2 separate regions of the Mus musculus genome follow, and region 2 is linked to region 1. Evidence: chromatin contacts called from public Hi-C data. All regions are on one chromosome and are shown on one strand. The core of a region is the stretch at or near the end of the contact, and the rest is flanking DNA. Distances in the headings are between cores, read along the strand shown.

Region 1 (3,205 bases), core at 549-3,048:
AGCTATTGGAAAGGGTACCAAAACACAAGTTAAGGGTTGTAGCTACCTGGATGTATAGTTGAACTTAATATATAGCTTGATACATTGCACTTCTGCTGAAGTCTAGATTTTATCCAAAAACTCAGAACTGCCTGGCATCGTTTATTTTGAAAATTTGTAAAAGCCTGTGTTTGAGTATTATAATACTTGCTTATTAATTAGTGAGTGGAGTTTGTCAAACTACTGGCCACAAATGATCCAGTGACAAGATATTCCCCTGTAGCCATGATGTTTTTTCTCTCTTGAAACAGGGATGTCATGGGCATCCTTCAAGTAATTTCCTAATTCTACTAGGACTCATTAAGCAAATACCTAATTAAACAATTTCTCACTTCTAGTCAAGAAAAAGACTTCTGACAAAGTAGGCAGGTTTTTGTTTTTGTTTGTTTGGTTTTGGTGTTTATATATACCAAGTCTCACCATGAAGGATTTGATAGAATTTCACAAATCAATTAATCAACAGGCCATTTCACCCAACAAAGTAAGTTTCAAACATTTGATGACTTCATTCTCAGTGCAAAAGAGCAGAGAAAGCAAGGGCATGTCACATCACTATCACTAAACAGTGGAATTTTGAAGGAAAAATCATTGAAAAGACATACACTCCAAATTTCTAATTTTGTTGACTATTAAACCAAGGGCTCCATCCTAATGTAGGATATAATACAGTTGTTAACTTGTCCTTCTTCCTGTTATTCCAGGGATTGTTGGTCCTCTGACCATGATGAACAGTTCCCCACACATCCCTGGGAAGACACCAGGATATCCTGTAGACCTTCTGCTCCTCTAAAGGACGTAACTTTAAAGTCTTCACATTCTGTGAGTTAAGAACATTATTTCAGCTTACACAGGATACTTAAGCTCCTCAATAAGAAAGTGACACTGAAAAAGCTTCATTCATCATGGCAGTTGAGGTATATGACCCATAATACAAACATACTCTGTTCTTATCCCCCAAAATAACCTTAGTAGTAATTAGACAAGGAAATTAAATTGTGGAATTTTGACATTAAAATATAAAAATATAAACATATTAATTAAATATTCCATAAATAAGTTATTAAATAAGAGTTATCCCCAAGCTAGTTGTAAAAGAACTAATTTTTTATCTGCCCATTGAGAAGAACTGCATAAACAAGGTTTGTGTATGAAATCTGGTTTTTCATCTTTTCATCTGTCCTCACTCATCCCTCCACCCTAAGCACATTTGTCTTTCCCTGCCCCTGCTCCACCCTGGCTGGAACTGTTGCTCCTGAAGCATGAAAAGGAGAGGCTGAGATCAAGGGGTTTCTGAAACTACTGAGTTTCTAGGCTGGAGTGGAAAGAATGGCATGAGCTCAAATACTCAATGATATGTTCAGAATTATATTGACAGAACTCAAGAGCCTATTTTTACTAATGAAAAGCACAGGCCTCTTAAGTACATCTTTCCTCATTTTGTTTCGTTCCTTACAGCAAGTTCACTCCTTCTCCCCCACCCACCCACCCAGTGTCTAAATATGCAGAACTTCTAGCCAAACTTTGGCACCCCACATCCTTATTCCTTGAACAAATGAAGCCATTGTGGACACATTTGTGCTCATATTCATCATTTACATGTCCTTATGGTATTGTGTTTGATCGTGGAAAATATTATGGGCACATTATTCTGGTTACTTTGGCAAAATGAGATCTTCTTCATAGTATTCTATTTCACACACTGTGTGAGAGCAAGAGCTTTGCAGACTTTCCCCCCAGTCCTCTCTGAGTCATCCTGTCTGGCATTTCAAAATACATTCCAAAGCAAGACGGGAGACTAACCACAACAGTAGCAGAGACACTGTTTGAGAGGAAATGCTTTTATTTGAGCTAAGGGGACGAAAATGAGAAAAAGAAAAAATAAAAGGAGATAGAGAAAGGCAAATCAACTGTGTCAGGGTCAAAGAAAATGTGGAACACTGGCTACTCTTTGTCATAGTCTTGTGTGAGTCTTCTGGTAACAAACTGTGTGGAACAGAAGAAGAAAGTGATATAGAGACTTGAAGAAAATGAATTACAAGTAGAAACTTAGGTCCTGACCTTGATCTGGGTCTGTCTTGTTACAATGGGTTCTCTGTTTTAGAGCAGGCCAAGGAGACCTTGATTTTGACTGCTTGGTCCATTGAAAGACAGCATGTGAGTTTCTACTTGTAAGTTTCAGTCTTTGATAGGGAAAAAATGTTCTATGTAAGGTCCTCTTACTGTGTTAGAGCATTTTCCTCTCTAACTCCATCTGCATATGTGGGTTGTAACTTGATTCAGGTTTTCTGCTTGAAAGAAAGCGCACAAACCACAGAATGAGTTCCACATCAGCAGCACTGAAGGTCACATTGCATTGAACTCTAAAGAGTGGAGTTGGGAAGAAGGGGTAGCGTCATTTATTGACTTCCTTGCCTTACATGGAATGGTCATTGCTTGAAGGGCACTCAGTTATATTAATAGAATGTAGCTGCTTTGGAAAAGTGTCCCATACATAAGAAATCTAGGGTCTGAAGGACCCAGTATCAATCTAATCTACTCACACAGACAGATGGAAGAGAAGTGAAGGTGTTGAATAGCATTGTGCCCGTCAATGACAGATGGCTATAGGGTTGTAGTCTTATAACATAAAAATAGAACTGAAAATCTCTATTGCCTAAAGCCATCATAGCCACTCATCACTTTTTAAACTGCTGTCATTATATAAATATAATATCTATATCTATTTATATATCTGTATATTACTGTCAATCATAGAAAAAGTGCAGCAGTGCAATTTTGCAAGTACTTGGTAATAGTTGAATTTTACAAGTTTATATGTTTCTATAGTATAATATTCTTGTTTGAAAAGAGATTCCTAGTAACTTAAAAGAAAGCTTATTATAGAAATAGTATGTTGCAATACACCAGCATCATCCTGAGAGTCCTCTGGCTTACCATGCCTATAGGCATTGTTTACCATGAGGACTAAATAGGAGAATTAATAGAAGATAACAATTAATCTTAGAACACATATATCTACCTCATTGAAAAACACTGTGGGTTGAAAGCTAGATTTAAAATCTCAATTGCTTTGACAGGTTTCTTAGTGAAAAATGTGGGAATGACAGAATGTCTTGGTTAAGGTTATTATTTTTGTGGTGAAACACCATGAGCAAGAGAGCCTTGG
Region 2 (2,822 bases), core at 282-2,781, 390 kb after region 1:
CCAGAGACCATAGAAGAGTCTAGAAATCCTTACTCCTCAGGGACATTCCCGAGGCTCCAAGTCTCTCCCTCCAGTCAGCACTCCTCATCCCACCAAAACCACAAGAATCTCTCCCTGTTGCTTTTAAGTCTAATTGCAAGCATTTCTGCTCTATATCTACTGGGCTATTTATAATATGATATCCAATACATCATGTTCTAAAGCCTACCACTTCTATTAAATAGAATCATAGATTTTATAAAATATTTCCCTAAATGTATGCAAAGTTGAGCTCTGTAGTAAATAGTTAGGCTTATTATTTATTTAAACTGTTCTTACATGAAAACACATGTATTAAATATAAATAGTAAAATCAAATAAACATATGTTCTGGAATCTTTCAATCCTGCCATGCAGACAGGGGGGCATAGCCAGTGTTTCTATCTCATTGTAACATCACCTATAGATTGTTCTACTTGAAAAAAATTTCAGAATCTATCTTCAGCTTAATCTACACAAGGCATAAGACCACCCTTTGTTTAAGATGTAGATAAAACCTACCTCCTCAGAATGACCAGTGGTTGCTCATTAATATTGTCCTTAACATTTAAATGTCACAGAGCTCAGATTCAGGAGGTGACCACTGAGGAACTGAGTCTAATATCTCACTGAAGAGAAAAATCAAGAGACCAACCAGACAGTGCCCAGGTCAGTCTGAGATTTTTCTGAAACAGAACTTGAAAAAGCATCTGTATTTTGACACATCTGTTTTCTCTAGAACATTTTGACTCATAAATCAAAAACAAATGGCTTCTGGATCAATATTCCCCATAGCACAGAGGGGGGAAACTCAAAATGGGAGGAAAGGAAAAGGAGGCTGGAGACCGTGGTCAGGGCAGTGTAACCCTCTCAGCTCTTACCGGTGGCCCCGGGGGACCTCTGGGCCCCATTGCACCATCTTTTCCAGTGAAACCCTGTTGTAAGAATGAAAGTACAGGTTAGGAAGGAAACAAGCATGTGGAATGAGGCTAAATAGATCACTAAGGGTGATAGGGTCATAAGAAGGGCTGAGTACATGGTGGTGTTTGGTAGCTAAGCTTTCAGTATGAAGACCAGCATTCCAAAATAACAACAATAACAACGACAAAAAAAAAAAAACCCTCATTTCAATTTACATTATACTTTTACTGAGTAATTAGTTCCTATGCTCATTCATTTGTATACTACAAGCAAAATTAGTTCAAATGCCAAACTAATATTTTTCAAAGAAGGCAGATTCTAAAATTTTAAGATTTTAAAAGAAAGATTTTAAGAAATTCTAAGATTTTAAAAGTACAAAAAGAGATGAAGGGAGACTGCCTCTGCTGATTGAAGCCACCCTCAGAAACTCAAACTGCCTTAGCTGCCCTACACTCAAAAAGGAAAGGAAGTCTTCTATTCTCTCAGCCAGAGTTAAATGTTCTCCCTTCATGACAGGGCCGAGCTATGTCAGTGTGAGCAGCAAGGAAAGGGCAGGCGCATCTCCCTGCAGGGCTGCCCTTTGGCTCCTGTGTCCACACTGGTTTGCTCTTTCCCTCTGTACAGTGCCAAATGACCTCTGTCTGGAGTGAGTCACCCTGCTACCTAGTTAGTGTTCATTCGCAACACCAGATCTCTGAAACCCAGCCGAGGACTTCTGAGTCAGTTTGCTGTTTATGCTTGCTGCATTCCTCAGTCAGAAGTGATTTTTGTCCCATTTTCCACAGAGAATAAAAATGATCAGTACCAGGCAATGGTGACTCCGCGCCTGCAATTCTAGCATTTGGGAGGCTGAGACAGGAGGATTGCTGTGAGTTCTGGGCCAGCTTGGTTTTGAAAAAATCAAACCATGGAAGAATTATGTTGTCCATAATTATTCAGCCTCTGTATTTCTGCTTACTTCACAATAGCAGAAACTTAGTTTTCTTTTAAGGGAGTTTTAGAAATACTCCCATATCCCCCAAAACAAATCTTTTCAGAAACTTAAAGGGATAAACTTTCAGTTTGCTTTCTGAAGAAGTTATGTCCGCTTAACAAATACCAGGCTTGGAGTCCATCTGATACAAAACCAACATTACTTCTGAGAGCCACTTAAGAAACCAAAGTGTTCCAGTAGCTCTGATAGGCCTGGTCTTCCATCCAAACAGATCCAAGTGCTACCACAGCACTCTCTCTCGCTCGCTCTCTCTCTCTCTCTCTCCCCTTGTAGGGAGGATCAGACTTTTAATGATCTAGTCATGCTTAGAACTTCCTGGCCACCTGTTTCTTTGAAGGAACATACCTAAATTGGGATGAGGGGGATTTAATTTGATGTCCTTAAATGGGCTATCTCAAGCCACCTGCAGTCACCATGCTTTACCTCTTAGCTTCACTTCTGACTGCAAGCCTGCAACAGTCGTTACTATAACCACCCGAATCAATCACGGTGTCAGAAGAGACTAGGGACCACTTCATATAAATTAGATACAAGTACATGGGGTTCTTCTGTGGTCCCCACTATACCTGCAGAACCTGACTCACCAGGGTCCTCTTCCTCACCTTCCTCCTGCTTCCCTCTCTTACTTCCTGCCACTTTCTTATTTATTTCTTATTTTTGTTAGCCAAAATCCCCATACCGACAGCTTCTCTCACTGTGTGAAACAGTGTATGTCCTCCCTGCTCACTGTGCCTGCTTTTAGCCTCAGAGGCAGCTCACTAAGCCATCGGCACATGAGTAGGGCCATGGAAGAAACGTGGGAATTGGTTCTTAAATCGTTGCCTCATTTTCATCCCAAGAGATAAGAGTGGTCTGTCCACAATGTTGGACATGGGTTGGAGTTTCATGG

The links. Hi-C and Micro-C count contacts between places; a contact is called where the count stands out from the background.
Region 2: a contact with region 1 is called in a Hi-C map of embryonic fibroblasts, with 3 times the contacts expected there. The contact joins two enhancer-like sites. A contact is called at or near these places in 4 of 484 Hi-C or Micro-C datasets (embryonic fibroblasts, liver and ventricular fibroblasts) and 1 of 115 datasets of contacts at active chromatin or transcription factors (embryonic fibroblasts).

The regions. Positions count from the first base shown.
Region 1 is chr9:79,214,348-79,217,552 of GRCm38.p6, forward strand. No RefSeq gene overlaps it. Among named protein-coding and RNA genes, the nearest start is that of Gm39377, 170 kb to the right of the region's middle. Within about 2 kb of position 1,799, at least 70 of the 459 cell types and tissues checked have an H3K27ac peak or open chromatin away from gene starts, as enhancers often do. A contact at or near this core is called in embryonic fibroblasts, where this site is marked.
Region 2 is chr9:79,608,915-79,611,736 of GRCm38.p6, forward strand. It overlaps Col12a1 (collagen, type XII, alpha 1), which reads right to left. Exons shown (of 66, transcript NM_001290308.1): 59 at 900-953. Among named protein-coding and RNA genes, the nearest start is that of Gm10635, 91 kb to the left of the region's middle. Within about 2 kb of position 1,532, at least 64 of the 459 cell types and tissues checked have an H3K27ac peak or open chromatin away from gene starts, as enhancers often do. A contact at or near this core is called in embryonic fibroblasts, where this site is marked.